Regions from separate parts of the Mus musculus genome. Here regions 1, 3, 4 and 5 are each linked to region 2. A link is a contact called in public Hi-C and promoter capture Hi-C data. All regions are on one chromosome and are shown on one strand. The core of a region is the stretch at or near the end of the contact, and the rest is flanking DNA. Distances in the headings are between cores, read along the strand shown.

What was found. Promoter capture Hi-C pulls out the DNA fragments that hold promoters and counts their contacts. A called contact is a pair of places that touch in the nucleus more often than the background predicts.
Region 1: a contact with region 2 is called in a promoter capture Hi-C map of cranial neural crest. The contact joins the promoter of Gdf7 here to the promoter of Cpsf3 in region 2.
Region 3: a promoter capture Hi-C map of pre-B cells shows a contact between it and region 2. The contact joins the promoter of Ifrd1 here to the promoter of Cpsf3 in region 2. A contact is called at or near these places in 1 of 39 promoter capture datasets (pre-B cells) and 1 of 484 Hi-C or Micro-C datasets (CD8 T cells).
Region 4: a contact with region 2 is called in a promoter capture Hi-C map of pre-B cells. The contact joins the promoter of Rab10 here to the promoter of Cpsf3 in region 2. A contact is called at or near these places in 4 of 39 promoter capture datasets (cranial neural crest, frontonasal cranial neural crest, pre-B cells and 1 more).
Region 5: a Hi-C map of B cells shows a contact between it and region 2, with 5 read pairs. The contact joins the promoter of Dld here to the promoter of Cpsf3 in region 2. A contact is called at or near these places in 2 of 39 promoter capture datasets (cranial neural crest and pre-B cells) and 1 of 484 Hi-C or Micro-C datasets (B cells).

The regions. Positions count from the first base shown.
Region 1 is chr12:8,300,564-8,303,263 of GRCm38.p6, reverse strand. It overlaps Gdf7 (growth differentiation factor 7), which reads left to right and starts at 1,310. Exons shown (of 2, transcript NM_001312876.1): 1 at 1,310-1,697. The coding sequence starts at 1,331. It also overlaps a transcript of Ldah not described here.
Region 2 is chr12:21,284,990-21,287,718 of GRCm38.p6, reverse strand. It overlaps Cpsf3 (cleavage and polyadenylation specificity factor 3), which reads right to left and starts at 1,422. Exons shown (of 18, transcript NM_018813.3): 1 at 1,175-1,422. The coding sequence starts at 1,224. Itgb1bp1 (integrin beta 1 binding protein 1) reads left to right here and starts at 1,435. Exons shown (of 7, transcript NM_008403.5): 1 at 1,435-1,613.
Region 3 is chr12:40,221,816-40,224,515 of GRCm38.p6, reverse strand. It overlaps Ifrd1 (interferon-related developmental regulator 1), which reads left to right and starts at 1,327. Exons shown (of 12, transcript NM_013562.2): 1 at 1,327-1,647. The coding sequence starts at 1,560. Mir1938 (microRNA 1938) reads left to right here and starts at 1,705; the gene lies at 1,705-1,804. Gm7008 (predicted gene 7008) reads right to left here and starts at 1,152. Exons shown (of 3, transcript NR_045157.1): 1 at 963-1,152.
Region 4 is chr12:3,308,564-3,311,263 of GRCm38.p6, reverse strand. It overlaps Rab10 (RAB10, member RAS oncogene family), which reads left to right and starts at 1,295. Exons shown (of 6, transcript NM_016676.5): 1 at 1,295-1,972. The coding sequence starts at 1,846.
Region 5 is chr12:31,350,070-31,352,769 of GRCm38.p6, reverse strand. It overlaps Dld (dihydrolipoamide dehydrogenase), which reads left to right and starts at 1,299. Exons shown (of 14, transcript NM_007861.5): 1 at 1,299-1,469. The coding sequence starts at 1,431.

The DNA.
Region 1 (2,700 bases), core at 61-2,560, about 13 Mb after region 2:
AAGACTCCAACGCGGGAGCCTGGGCTATGTAGTTTATTAGGAAGAGGCTTTTAGATAGCACCTTGACCTGACTCACGGACCGGGCGTGGATTCTGAGTTTGGTATCCAGAACAATGCTAAAGTAATGGATTTGGGGTCCAGGCTTTTAAATCCCTTGGACAGTTGGTCTATTTTCTGGACATTCTTGCTCTGGGGTTTGTCTGAACTAAATCGACACACATGCTGGCGCCTTCCCCCCTCAGAGCAGGAGTGGGGAGGAAGTTAGCCAAACAAAAGTCCCAGCGTCTGTATGCTCAAGAGTCGCCCAGGCATAGACCAGAGGTGGCCCTTTCCACCCATGCTCATAGAGTGCTATAACCATGCTGGCATCCGAGCGCTATTCCATGGCTTTGCAACGCAGCCTCTGGGCTTGTGGTTGCACTCTTGCCTTTTGCTCTGAAGACCTTGAAGAAATGTGGTCACCTGCCCCACTCTCCCCTTTCCCCGGGCAAATTACTTTGCACATTCAAACCCTGAGACCTAATTTGAGTAGGATTCCGCTGGTCCCCGCCTTCCTAATTCATTAAACCCTTTAAGATTTCAGCTCCTGCTTTGGCTCAAGATGCCCACCCAAAGCTTTTCCGGTCCGTGCCCATCTGTACCCTCCAGCCACTCATCCTTCATCACAGATCCTCTCCCTTTCTCTGGCCTCCCACTGTTATCTTCAGAGGGCTGTGGACGGGAGAGGGTGGCATCCAAATGTGTATCGTAAGCATCCCTAGGAACTCCCTAATGAGCATCCATCAAGGGGGCGTACGGCGAGAAAGCTGGATGGGAGGGGCCCAGTCTTGACTTGGCCCGGGTCTGGCATCCCTAGCACTCACAAGATCACGCGGAGGGCGGTGTTTCTCCATGGAGGAGTCGGGAGGAAGCTGGGCGGGTACGCGAGACGCCCCATCTTCCAGCCAAGGAGTGCGCTGAGGTCTTGGGGCGGAGGGGGGTGGGGGCTCGTAGTACCTTCGGGAGGGGAGGCGGGGCACCGCGTTGTGGCAGGAGCCTCGGGCGGATGGCCTTCTCTTGGCAAGGACAAGGACCAGGCACTACAGCAAGGGGAGGCGACTTCTACCCTGCACTGCGCGATAGGCCTGAGTTGGGGGGCTCAGCGCTGCGGGTTGAACGTTCAGCAGGGGGCGCTGCTCCGAGCGCTGGGCGGGGGTGGGGTGGGAGAGGAGGGGGGCAGCGGCTTGCTGCGCACACTTCCCCCATTATTAAACACTATGTTCAAAAGGCGTCGGGGGACTTCCCGGAGCCACGGAGCCCGTGTCGCGCGGCCGGCCGGCCCAAGGAGCCCATGGACCTGAGCGCTGCCGCCGCGCTGTGTCTCTGGCTGCTGAGCGCTTGCCGTCCCCGCGACGGGCTAGAAGCTGCCGCGGTGCTCCGAGCGGCGGGGGCTGGACCAGCCTGGAGCCCCGGGGGCGGCGGCGGCGGGCGGACCCTCGCCCGGGCTCCAGGCCCTTCAGCTCTCCAGGCCGCTGCGGTTCCGGGTCCCCGAGCTGTGCGCCGCGCTGCGGGTTCTGGCTTCAGGAACGGCTCGGTGGTGCCACACCACTTCATGATGTCGCTTTACAGGAGCCTGGCGGGGAGGGCTCCGGTCGCGGCAGCTTCAGGGCACGGGCGTGTGGACACAATCACCGGCTTCACAGACCAAGCAACTCAAGGTACTTTACGCGTCTTCTGCGCACCAGCCCATCCCGTCTACTCTTGACTGGAGACGAGCCGGGGGAGGCAAGCCTCTGCCCGATTCGATCCTGAACTATGATCCCTATAGTTATCCTCAGGTGCTGGAGAGAAAAAGTTGTCTTCGAAGTCATTGTTCACGAACCCCTAAGCCAGTCAAGGCTTGGTCTCCGAGGGCTAAGGGAGTGGGAGCCGCTCTTCAGAACAGGCTGGCAGGTTCCCCTCAAGCCAAGCGGAGCTCAAGATCCGCTTCTTTGGGGGAAGGGTCTAGTGTAGCCTTGGGCCTGGAGCCCTGGGAGAAGAAAGAAGGGCAGGAGTTGTGGCCTTTGAGTTCCCGCCAAGAGGGACGAGAGCAGTGATGGTAGTGCCTTGTGTTCAGCGGGGGACTGGGGACTATACACAAATTGAAGCTCAGGGGAATTCAGGGTAGAGCAGCTGGTATCCAATTAAAGTCATGGCCTCTCGGTATCAGAAGGACCCCTCTCAGGCAGGCCGTTTCGGGTGGATGGTGGCTTGTGTATGGGAAGAGAGTTTGGGTGCCTGCCTTCCTTCTGTGACAGTAGGCCCCAGCAGCCAGAGTCCAGGGCCTCGGCTTGTGTGGGGAGAAAAGGGATGGTTGGAGCTCAAACATCACATTTTACCCTGTGTAGGGCCCTCCAAAGGTAGGATGTGGGTGGGGTTGTGGGGTGGTTGTAGTATGTGTGTGTCATCTGGCTTTTATTAATCTCCATTGAAGTCATTAAAGCAGACAGATAGGGAAAATTTAACTAATTTCAGGCGGAAATGCAAGTAATTTTGGCTTCAATTCTGCCCAGCCAAAGATCTAGCTTGGAAATCAGGAGGGAAAGGAAGGCAAGTAGGGCTGAAAAGTGAGGCTAGGCAGCCTTTGGCAGTCTGCAGGCCTTTGATACCAGCGTGGGAAAACAGGCTGTGGCTACCACGCATCAGCCATCTCAGAAACACACTCAGTGCGCAGCATGTACG
Region 2 (2,729 bases), core at 173-2,672:
GTGCGCCTGGAACATTATGGTTCCAATACTGTCTTTAATTTTTTCCAACTCTTTAAGCCTTAGCTCGAATGTCAATCACATTTCCAGAATGCGTGAGATCTGTCAGAAGAGTTTCCAACTGTTTTGAGACTCAGCACAGTGCTGACCTATACTCCTGAAACAGATGTCAAAATGAGCACTGAGCACGGTCACTGGTATCACTGCACTGCCCAAGAGCAAGCACTCCTCACAGTGAGTGCTTTTTTCCACATGAGGAAGTGGGTTCATTGAGGCTACTTCCGTATTAAACAGGAAGACTGGGTTTCAGGTCTGACACCAACGTAGCTGTCTATTTTCACAAACTCATTCCAGCACTCCCCACTTTACAATTTCACCAAAGGCGTGAAATCAATGAACTCAGCCCATGCCTGGTGATTTTGTTTGATATTTGCTTAGTGTATATAGGGAGATGACAGCATCACTTGGGTACATTCATTGGTAAGTGCTCAGTAAATCTTACTTTATGAGTGGGTAAAGGAGATAGTTTCCGGCCTTTGAAAATGTACACATTCATGTGGTGCCAAATAGTGTCTCATGCTGAACAACAACCACGTGTATTGGATGAGTCTCACCGCTCATCCAGTACGTTCTGCACCTTTAAATGTGTGAGGCAATTCTCTACAAAATATTCCAGAACGCCATTTCCACTAAAACCAATCTTTTATGGTGATTTAGCTCTTAATTTCTCGCGGAAACGCCTCAGCTTTCCCCTCTCCAATTTCCTCCTACCTTCTGCTAAGGTCTGAGCTCTCAAAGTACATACACCACGTCTTTAATTTCCCCGCCCATCTGAGCACGTGTAGGGTCCTGGAAAGGAGGCAGATGCAGTTCTTCCTTGCAGTGTCCTCTATCTGTCGGTTCCCTCAAGGCTTGCTCTGATGTACGAGATCCAGACTTGTGTTAATTGGCAACCCTTTCTTTATGAAAACACCCAATGACCTGGATTTTTTTTCCCCAAAATACCCTCCCCGAGACTGAAGGAAAAATGACATTCAACCTAGATAGCCCATCGATCAATGTTCTCCAAATCCCTTGAACCTGAGAGGCTGGACCCGCAGCTGCCTCCGCGGGGGTCCCTCCAGGCTCTCACACATACGGGGAGGGGGGCTCGCTCCCTCTCTAGCGCATCCCTTACAGGGGTCGGATCAGCAGCTGGTCGCTCTCCTCTGCAGGAATCGCAGACATCCTGGCAGTCTCAGGAGCAGCGTGGACCACGAACTCGTCGCCGCAGTCTCTAAATTCAAAGCACAGCTACTGCAAACCAAAGAAGAAAAAACCCCCACCACCAACACACAACTTCCGGCGCTCTAGCGTTCCCGGAGCTAGATTCGGCCCTCCAACTTCCGGTTCGAGAACGAGGTTCTTTAGGTTCCCGGAGGTGCGGTTAAGGAACTGGAGGCGCGGCCTAAAGACTGCGCCTGCGCATGATAGGGGCGTGGCCCAGCGGACCAGGGCAGGAAAACTGGCAAAGCCGGAGCTGGAATACGAACTGGAATAACCTACCGGCCGCCGCCGCTGGACCATCCCACACCCCGCGAGACCGGGGCGACCGGGGAACGAGCCGAGGAGGCGAGGTGAGAACCGGGCCTCGCCTCAGCCGGGCCAGAGGGTGCGGGTGTGTGGGGAGTACCCCGCAGCCCGCCGTCCTCCCATTCCCTCCACGTCCCGAGGCTGAGGCACCGACAGAGTGCAAACCGGGGAAAGGAAGAGGAGCTCGGCGCCCGGTCAGGGAGGGACCCGCGTTCCCGTGACAGGTCTACCGCCTGCCTCCCCGGGGACCAGGCTCCGCAAGACCCTGAGGCCTCCCTCTGCTTGTTGCTGCACCCAGGTGGGGTTGGAGTTAGCTGTCTACATCCTCACTTGTGCGAGGCATGTGTGCAGAGCTTTGGAAGCCTGATCTTGTCGGGGTCCCCAAGTAAACTTTGTGATGTGGGACAAGTTATTGAATCTCTGGCTTGGTTGACTCACGTGAATGCAGCTGGGCGTTCTCACTGCTCGGAAGGCTCCGATGACCCTAGGGACCGGCTGCTCCAGATGGGCCAGAGTGAGGGCTAGCGGTTTCTGGAGCATCTTGGCGACGTTATTGGATATCACCTCCTAGGGCAATTGTCAGAACCCTGTAACGAGTCCTCTTCCGCTATACTGTCTATCTACTGAGAACCAATTCAGCCTCGCCTTGCACTAGTTAGTTGAGGGAGTGGGAGTTTAAAGAAGAAGATGACATTTTAATGCTGTGATCTGATGTCTTTTAGTCCAACCTGAAAGTCCAAGGAAGGCTTTCTTTAAAAGGCCCGAAATAAGTTGTGCGAGGCAAGTAGTTGCCAAGGAACTTACAAAATGAGAGTTCTGTGGGAGGGAAAGTTAGATAGTATAAGAACATACAGGAGCTTAGAACCGCTCAGAACCAAAGTGGCTTTGCGTTCCTGAGAGATGTGTAGCTCATTGTTGAAGACAAGCTTGAGAGAGAGTGGTTGGAGAGCCCTGGGTGGGTTCTTGCTGGAGGGATTTGACCTTCCTTAGTCAAATCTTAGTAGTCAAATCTTAGTAGGACACCGGTGAACAACGGCCTAATAATACTGAGCTCTGATCTGTGTTTGAAAGAAATCATTGTTATCTTCTTTTCCTCCTCCTCCTCCTCCTCCTCCTTCTTTTTTTTTTTTAAAGATTTATTTATTATTATATGTAAGTAC
Region 3 (2,700 bases), core at 78-2,577, about 19 Mb before region 2:
GAAGTCAAAGTAACAAAAAGAGCCCTGTACTGGAAACGAAGACCAGTTGAGTTCAGGAGAAGAACAAGATATCTAGAAAGCAGTGAGAGAGGCTAGGTTAGGAGGACTGGCAGTCTGTGAGGTTCTGGAACAACTATAAACATAGGTGGATTAGTCAAACAAGACACTTGAGTAAATAATCAGCCTTCCTGGGCATGAAACATTGAAATGGGTGACCTGGTATGAACTGAAGCTATGTATGGCTAGAGATCAAGATACAGCCCTGAGTTTCATTTTAAAATCAATTGCTGGGGGGGGGGCACTATGAACAAACTGAATAAATTACGGTGAATAAATTACAGAATATGGGGGAAGATAATATATTAACTATTAAGAATATGGCAGTAAAGAAAAGGAGAGAAAAATTTAAGTTGGCTTAAGGTACAAGAGGGACATTAAGACGGAGAAAGACTTACTATCATCACTTGAAATAGAATGAAGCCGAGGTGAGAGGTGGAGTGCAGAGTGAGTCACTTGCACGAGTCAGTGAGTTTGTTCTGTCATATGGACAGTATAGGAACCTACTAGCAGCTCCTGAAAACAGGACTGGGTGTTGCGACACGGAAAACAGATCAACGGGAGCACCTTGAGAAAATAAACCCCTTTGCGACTGTTGATATAACTCATGTATGTTTTGCCAGCTGCGAACTTCTCATAAACTCTTATCCCAAACTGACCTCCAAACTGGCAGGTGGAATCAAGGTCACATCTTTGTAAGAAAATCTGAGACTGAATCATCAGTCTCGTTATTTGAGATATTAGTCTAGAATATGAGGTCCACGAACAATACAAGTTGAAGTAGCTGAAAGCATACTTTTTTTGGAGGGTGGGGAGCCCACGTCCCTAAACCCACAGGAGGGTATGGTTGTGCTTGGACAGGGGCCTCATATTAGCAGGGGAAAGGTTGTTACACGTGATCTTACAAGCTGACGTTCATCAAGCTGCATAACTGCCGCATGGCTCATCGCGGTGACTACCCGGGTGAATTCCAGGGCGGACGCCTCGTTGGGACGAGGTCACGACGCAATCGGACTGGGAGGAGCCCGGAGAAGGCCGCGCCCTCTCGCTAACTACATCTCCCAAAGCTCCACGCGGCCCTAAGGCATAGCAGCCCAGGCACCGAGGGCAGACTGAGGCTCTGGGAATGGGAGTCCGAATGCAGGCACCGCCCCAGTGGACGCCGCGGTGGGGAGATCTGCAGCGATTGGCCAGCGAGCGATGGAGGCCCGCCCACGCATGGTGACGACAAGCCGCCGTCTGGCTACTTAAGGCGTCGTGGTCTGGCCACCCCGCCTTCGCTCCCGCGCTAGAGAGAAACATGTATCGTTTCCGCTCGCAGCTCTTCACGGGGATTTCTGCTGCTGCTGCTGCCGCTTCTCACCCGCGCCGCTCCTCGCCTCTCTTGTTAGCCCGAGACTCGCCTCTCAGCCGCCCGCCGCACAGACGCACGAGTAGACAGTGCAGCTCCATCGGCTGATCCTCGCTGAGCTCCAAGTGTAGGCGGCACCGGGCGGCCCACGATGCCGAAGAACAAGAAGCGGAACGCTCCCCACCGCGGTGGCGGGGGTGGCGGCGGCTCCGGGGCAGCGACGTCGGCGGCCACGGCAGGTGAGGGGTGTCCCCACGCCCGGGAGCCGGCTGGCCGGCCGAACGGGAGACCCCGGCCTGGGGCGCGGTGGGACTTGTAGTTCGGTCTTCGCTTCGGACGCCCAAGTCTGCATAGCGCGTGGTACGGCTGAACTGCAGTTCCCATCATGCCCTGGGACTCGCGCTTCTTGAGCTGGCACGCGGGAGCAGTGCTGGAGCTCCGGCCCTGGGGGCGGGGAGAACTGGGACCTTGGGCCGGAGGGAGAGTCAGAATAAGGGTGACCAGGACTTGGCGTTCTTCCTAGACGTCGCTGCCTGCTGTCCGGTTCTTTATCGAGCTAGAGATGGGGCGGAGCGCCGGTGGCTTGCCGCTGTTGCGCTGCCTGTGGCGCTCCCTCCAACATGGAGTTCTCGGGAGTGTCAAACGTCCAGCGGGCTTGGACCGGCTTTTGCGTCACGAGGCCTGAGCTTTGCGTGATGGGGCCAGGGTGACGCAGAGGCACGAGTGGCTTCCATCCCGCTGTTTTCCTGCGCGTCTCGCAGGTCCTCTAAGGCGGGGTAGAGGCGTCGGAAGCCATGGCCACCGCCCCACCCTTAGCGTGGCTTCCACTCCTAACCCGGTACCTGCAGAAACCGGGAGCCCCCGCAGCCCTTGTGCTGCCAGCCTAGCGACCGCGTTCTCCTTTGTGCTGCATTCTATAGGTTCCATGCAGTGATAAGAGGTGGTGAGAAGCCGAGGTTGCAATTGGCTGGAAAGTTAGGGATAAGTTTTTTTTTTTTTTCCTTCCATGCTAAGACAAAGCTTTTTCTGGATGGTTAATTGCTGAACTGAATGTACGATTCTCTTAACATATGGTTGAGAAGAAAAAAAAATGATTGCAGCCGAAGGTCCCTTCTACAAGACTGCACACAAGACATAAGTCGAGTAGTATTGAAATGGGTAGTCATCTCACTAAGTAATTGTTAAGATTATGGAGTTGAATATTGGAATGCCCCCAGTCGTTCCACACCAAGATAATAGCCATTAGGTATTTGTTGACCTAGCTACTACTCTTTGATCATTCGAATGATATT
Region 4 (2,700 bases), core at 46-2,545, about 18 Mb after region 2:
TTCAAAGGCTTATGGGTGTTTAGAAGGAGGACAAGTCTTTGAAGAGCATGATCACATCTAAGATGGTCAGAAAAGAACATGATCAAAGGCTTTACTTACACATGAAATGCACATGTTGGTGATGGCGAGGTGTCTGCCAAAGTGTAGCTTATTTTTATTTAATATGCTTATATATTTGTTATATGCTAATTAGTTATGTGTGTGTGTATATAAAATTTACCTAAATAAAAATCTCCTTATTGGTGAATCAGCTCATCAGGTTCAACCATTCTACCATCACATTCTGCGGGTGCTGGAGCATACTTAGAAAGGTAAGTTAGAAATTTGCTTATTTCGACTATAGAAAGGAAGAAAAGGGAGGTGTAAATAAAACTGATAGGGAGAGAGGGAAAAGGGACAAAACTAGAGAAAAGACATGGCACAGGTGTGGTGGAGTTACCCCACCAGAGTAGCCCTCAGGAGGCTGAGACTGGAGATTCATGAATTGGAAGTCAGTACTGGTGTACAGACTTTGCAACAAAACAACCAACCTACAAACAAGTGAAAAGCAAGGAAGAGATCGGTTGGGATGGGGCAGGCTTTCAGATTTTCGATTTGGTGGTACAACTTTGGCTACAGTGACCGCCCGCCTTTTCTGAATAGAGCGCTTCAGCTCCCGGGATTCCAAGGGCTGCTTAGGCCCGAAGCAGCAAAGAAGCTTCCATTCGCAGGGAGGTTCTCCCCGCACCCGGGGTTCCTCAGGCCGATGACATCATTCCAACCCCAGGAGCGCTGCGCCTTTTTCAGTTTGGAATCCCGGCTCTATCAACTCTAGCTTCTTAAGGAGACCAGGTTGTCAGGACCAGCCCACAAGCGGGATCTCTTCTGGAGATGTCCGGGTTTAGTAAGGAGGTTCCTGAGTGGCCCAGAGCACTTCTTTCTCTCTCATCTATATGAACTATACACACACACACACACACACAGCCAGCCACGCCCGTCGCTGGGCTAACATCCTTAGCTCCTCAACAGGATACTGAGAGGGAGTAGAGGATTCCAGCAGTCAGCTGGGCGCCCCGGAAAAGGCAAGGGAGGGAGGGCAGGAGCTATACGGACGTAGTGCGCCTGCGCAGTTCCCGGGCCGCACCTCCCCCGCGGGGCGTGTTCGTCAAGCCGCTCACCCAATCAGGAGGCCGTAGGGAGCGCGCCCGCGGCCTCGCCCCCTCTGGTCCCGCCTCCGCGTGCCCTACTTGCCCGCCCGCGCGCGTGCGCAGAGGCGGGCCGCAGGGGCGAGGGCGCGAGAGAAGGGCGGGTGTACGTCCTTGCGTGCGTCTCAGGCTGCGCGCACGCCGGCGTGAGAGGGCACGGGGAAAAAGGTGGCTCTGGCCGGGGCGGCTCTGTTTCCTGGGGTTATGTAGCAGGGCTTGTCGGCTCGCGAGACCTCCCGCTGCCCTCGCCCGTGTCCTAGCGCGGGGTTTCTGCTCCGGGCGGAGGCCGTGTTCAAGCCCGCCGCGCTCCCTCGACGTAGAGCTCGCTCGTCCGCCCGTGGGAGCGTCCCGGCCGAGCTGCGCTGAGGGGGGAGGGGAGGCCATTTTGTCCCGACCGACTCCCCGGAACCGGGCGGAGCGGCTGGGAGAGGCTGCGGAGCCGCGGGCGCCGCCCCTCGGAGGCACGGGCGCCGCCACCGTCGGGGCTTCCTCGACGAGGCCGTTCGGAAGGTCTCCTGCTCCGTCTCGAGAGCTGCTTTCTCCTTCCGCACACGCTACCCGGCTGCTGCGGCCCCAGAACGCCCGGGTGAGGAGTTGGTTGTAGTGAGCAGTTCCGATCCCTTGGGGCTACCGGCGGCGAGCGCCCGAGCCGCTCCTCCCAATGGCGAAGAAGACGTACGACCTGCTTTTCAAGCTGCTCCTGATCGGGGACTCGGGAGTGGGCAAGACCTGCGTCCTTTTTCGTTTTTCGGACGATGCCTTCAATACCACCTTTATTTCCACCATAGGTAAGACCTGTGGGAGGATGGTGTGGGGGCTCTGTAGCCGCGAGCCGTTTTCTTTTATTCCAGACATCTTGCTTCCCGGAATTTACGCCTTTGTTCCAGTGATTCCGATTCCAGACGACAGACCTAAGTTACTGTTGGAATCGGAATAGCCTTACTGGGGCGGGGTCTTCCCATGCTTACCATCCGGTCTCAAGTCTCCTTCTCTGTTCGGTGCCTTCTGGCACAAAATATGCAGCATTTAGCAGCGTTCCAGAATCCGGTTTCTTTAAGTGACTTGCCTGGCCTTACCATAATTGCATGAAGTTACTTGATGTGCTATTTGTAATAGACGTAATTTAGTGGTTGGGATTGAAGCAGTACTGGCTATGTGGCAAAGGCCCGAATTGGGGGTCAAAGAGAAAATATTCTATCTGACTGTAACTTGGAGTAAACTTGAGAGTTGCAGAATCATTAAGGAAAATGAGAGGGGCGGGGGAAAGTGAGTTGGCTGTCTTGACTGAACCATTGATGTGTCAAACAATCGGAGGCCCTTCGTGCTTGGGGTGGGAATCTGGCATGGTTGGCTCACAGTGCTTTTTCAAGACCTCAACGAAGCAGATGGACGGTTTCTGTTTTCAACCCAATGGAATCAAGTCAAGTTCTAATGTTTTACTTGATGTTAGAATTTACAGGAAAATCTTTCGTCAGTCATGGCTCTAAGGACTTCTAATGTACTACCACATATTTCG
Region 5 (2,700 bases), core at 50-2,549, about 10 Mb before region 2:
TCCAGCTGAACAATCTCTTATCTTATGAAAGGGGAAAACAAGGGCTTAAGATGTAACTCAGGTGAAGAATGCTTGCCTGGTATACTAGAAGCTCTGGGTTCCGTTCCCAGCAATCAGCAACACATGGTGGTGGGCACCTGTAATCCCAGCACTCAGGAGATGAAGGCAAGAGGACTATAAATTCAAGGTCATTCTAAGCTCTATATTGAGTTTGAAGCCAGTCTGGGACACATGAGACACTCTCTCAAGAAACCAAAAAGGGGTTGTGGTGGTGATTAATATTTGGTAACAGCTAGCTTTCGTCATAACATTAAAAAATCATTTATTCATGTCTTTTTCCTTCTAAATGGGCATAGATAGGTAAGAAGTAATATTCATCTAATCCCTAACTCTATGGAGTTCAGTACAGTGCCTGGGCTGTAAACTTTTGAGAAGTATAGAGTTAAGGTTTAAACTAGAGACTGTTATTACAAAGTGGTATCAGACCTTAAATCTCTGTGCTCAATTTTTTTTTTTTTTTTGTTTTTGTTTTTGTTTTTCGAGATAGGGAGCTCTGGCTGTCCTGGAACTCACTCTGTAGACCAGGCTGGCCTGGCCTCGAACTGAGAAATCTGCCTGCCTCTGCCTCCCGAGTGCTGGGATTAAAGGCGTAGCCCACCACGCCAGGCTCTGTGCTCAATCTTATAGACAACAGTTAGCAATCTTTTAGGTGCACTCTCAATGAAAACCTAACACCTCACCCACCATCCCAACCCTTCTAGTTTCTTCTACAAGGGAGGCGTGCTTTCAAAATACAAAAATAGAAGGGAGCTTGTTTTCTATACTTTTTGTTAGCGCAGTTTTCAGAACAGGATGTTGGTGAAGAAAGGTTCAAGCCTATCCTTTCCATTGCCTTCGAGAACAGAGATTGTAAACCAGCCGTTAAAATCAAAGCCTTTGTTCGTAGAGCTGCAGTTACCTCTCCTTTGCTTTCTTTAACCTCTCAGGGCTCCATCCAGAAAATGCAAACAGTTCATACGGTTTTTGTAAAGCTAGATAAAGCCTACTGCCCACGAATATCTAGCACAACCATAAGCTTGTCAAGTTGTCAAACTTTTCTTCCTTTCCTATTTAAACTTTACTTTCTGTGGGCTTTACTGAAGAAACAACATTTTTATTTATCTAGTTCGTCTTTCAAGGATAATTTGCAACTCTACTCCAGTCATTTGAGCAACAGTTCTCCAATTCCCCAGCTGCCACAAAGCGCAGCGCCCTTCACGACAGCGCACGACGAAGCGACCGGAAAGCCTCTGCCTTTCGGGCCAATCGCGCTGCTCCTCGGCGATGACGTATATGTTGCGCAGGCGCAGGGTGGGGAGACCTTGGATAAGTCTTACCAGGCGTTCAGCGGAGGTGAAAACCCCTGGTTGGAGGGACGGGACCGAGGGACGATGCAGAGCTGGAGTCGTGTGTACCGCTCCTTGGCCAAGGTGAGGGCGGCCCGCGAGGGGATGATGCTGGACCACAGGCACTTAGACGCCCGCTGTGGGCCCGGACGCGGCCTGCCGCCGGGAACCGCCGCGGCCCCGCCTCTATGCCGGCTCGGTGCGGCCTCCCGAGGCAGCGGGGAGCGCGAGCCCGGGCTCGGGAGGGCCCTGCTGCGGAATGACTGCCCGCAGCCCCACACGACCCGGACGCTGGTCCAGGGGCCTGGGCCCTCCCCCAGTTTCGGGGAGGAGTAAATGACCCTTGCCACGCGCGGCCTGCCCCTTCCTACCTTTCGCCTCATCCTAATGACCCGGGGGGTGGCCTACTCTCCTACGGCGGGGAAGTAACCTTGAGGCCCGACTGGCCCAGACGTGGTCAGCTCCAACACACCGTCCCGCGAGTTCCTCCTCCAAGGATCTGTTTTCATTCACGTCTCTAAACTAGTGCACCCTGCCATCAGTCAGGCCCTGGGGCTTATAGTTTTAATTGCAGCGGTTTGTCGTCCAAACAACTTTCCCATTTCACCTGCCAATTGACAGCTGCCAAATTGAATGTATGAGGCCTAGTGGCAGGGTAGCAGGATAACTTTAGGGACAATACAGAAATGAGACTCTTCACGGCTGAGCCGTCTGTGTCTTTAAAAGTTAATGTAACACGCAAAATGTCACTGTTTTAGGGAGAAGGTGAGCCGCGTCTCTCAGTACAGACAGTTCTTTGTTCCTCTTTGGTTGGCATATCTTGATCTCAGGTGCAGAAGTTGTCTTCAAGTAAAAAACCTTGCTGCATCAGAGTATATTGTCGCTGCTGTCCATTGCTTACTCGCTGTGATAGGAGCTGGAAGTGTGCTTTCTTTATGTGGCCCTGGCCTTAGGAAATGGTAGTCACACTGCTTAGAGAGTGTGAGATTATGATGCAATTTGTGGGACTTCCAGAATGTGAGGCCACTCCGTTGTTGGTACATTTTCCTAGTCCAGTTGGTGGCTTAAGAACATCTTTATAGATCTTATAAGTGATTACAGACTGTTAAGTAGATTTGTTAGGAAGCAGAATGACAGATGAAATGAATATCATTGAAATACTTAAATACCTGAATTCAAAGTTTTGGGATTTTAATTAGAATACTAAACTGATCCTTGGCAATAAAATTAACAATGCTTTCTGAAGTTTTAATAAAACTGTAAGCCATTAAATATATTTTTATTAGATTTAATATGAAATGGTTCATTGAATGTT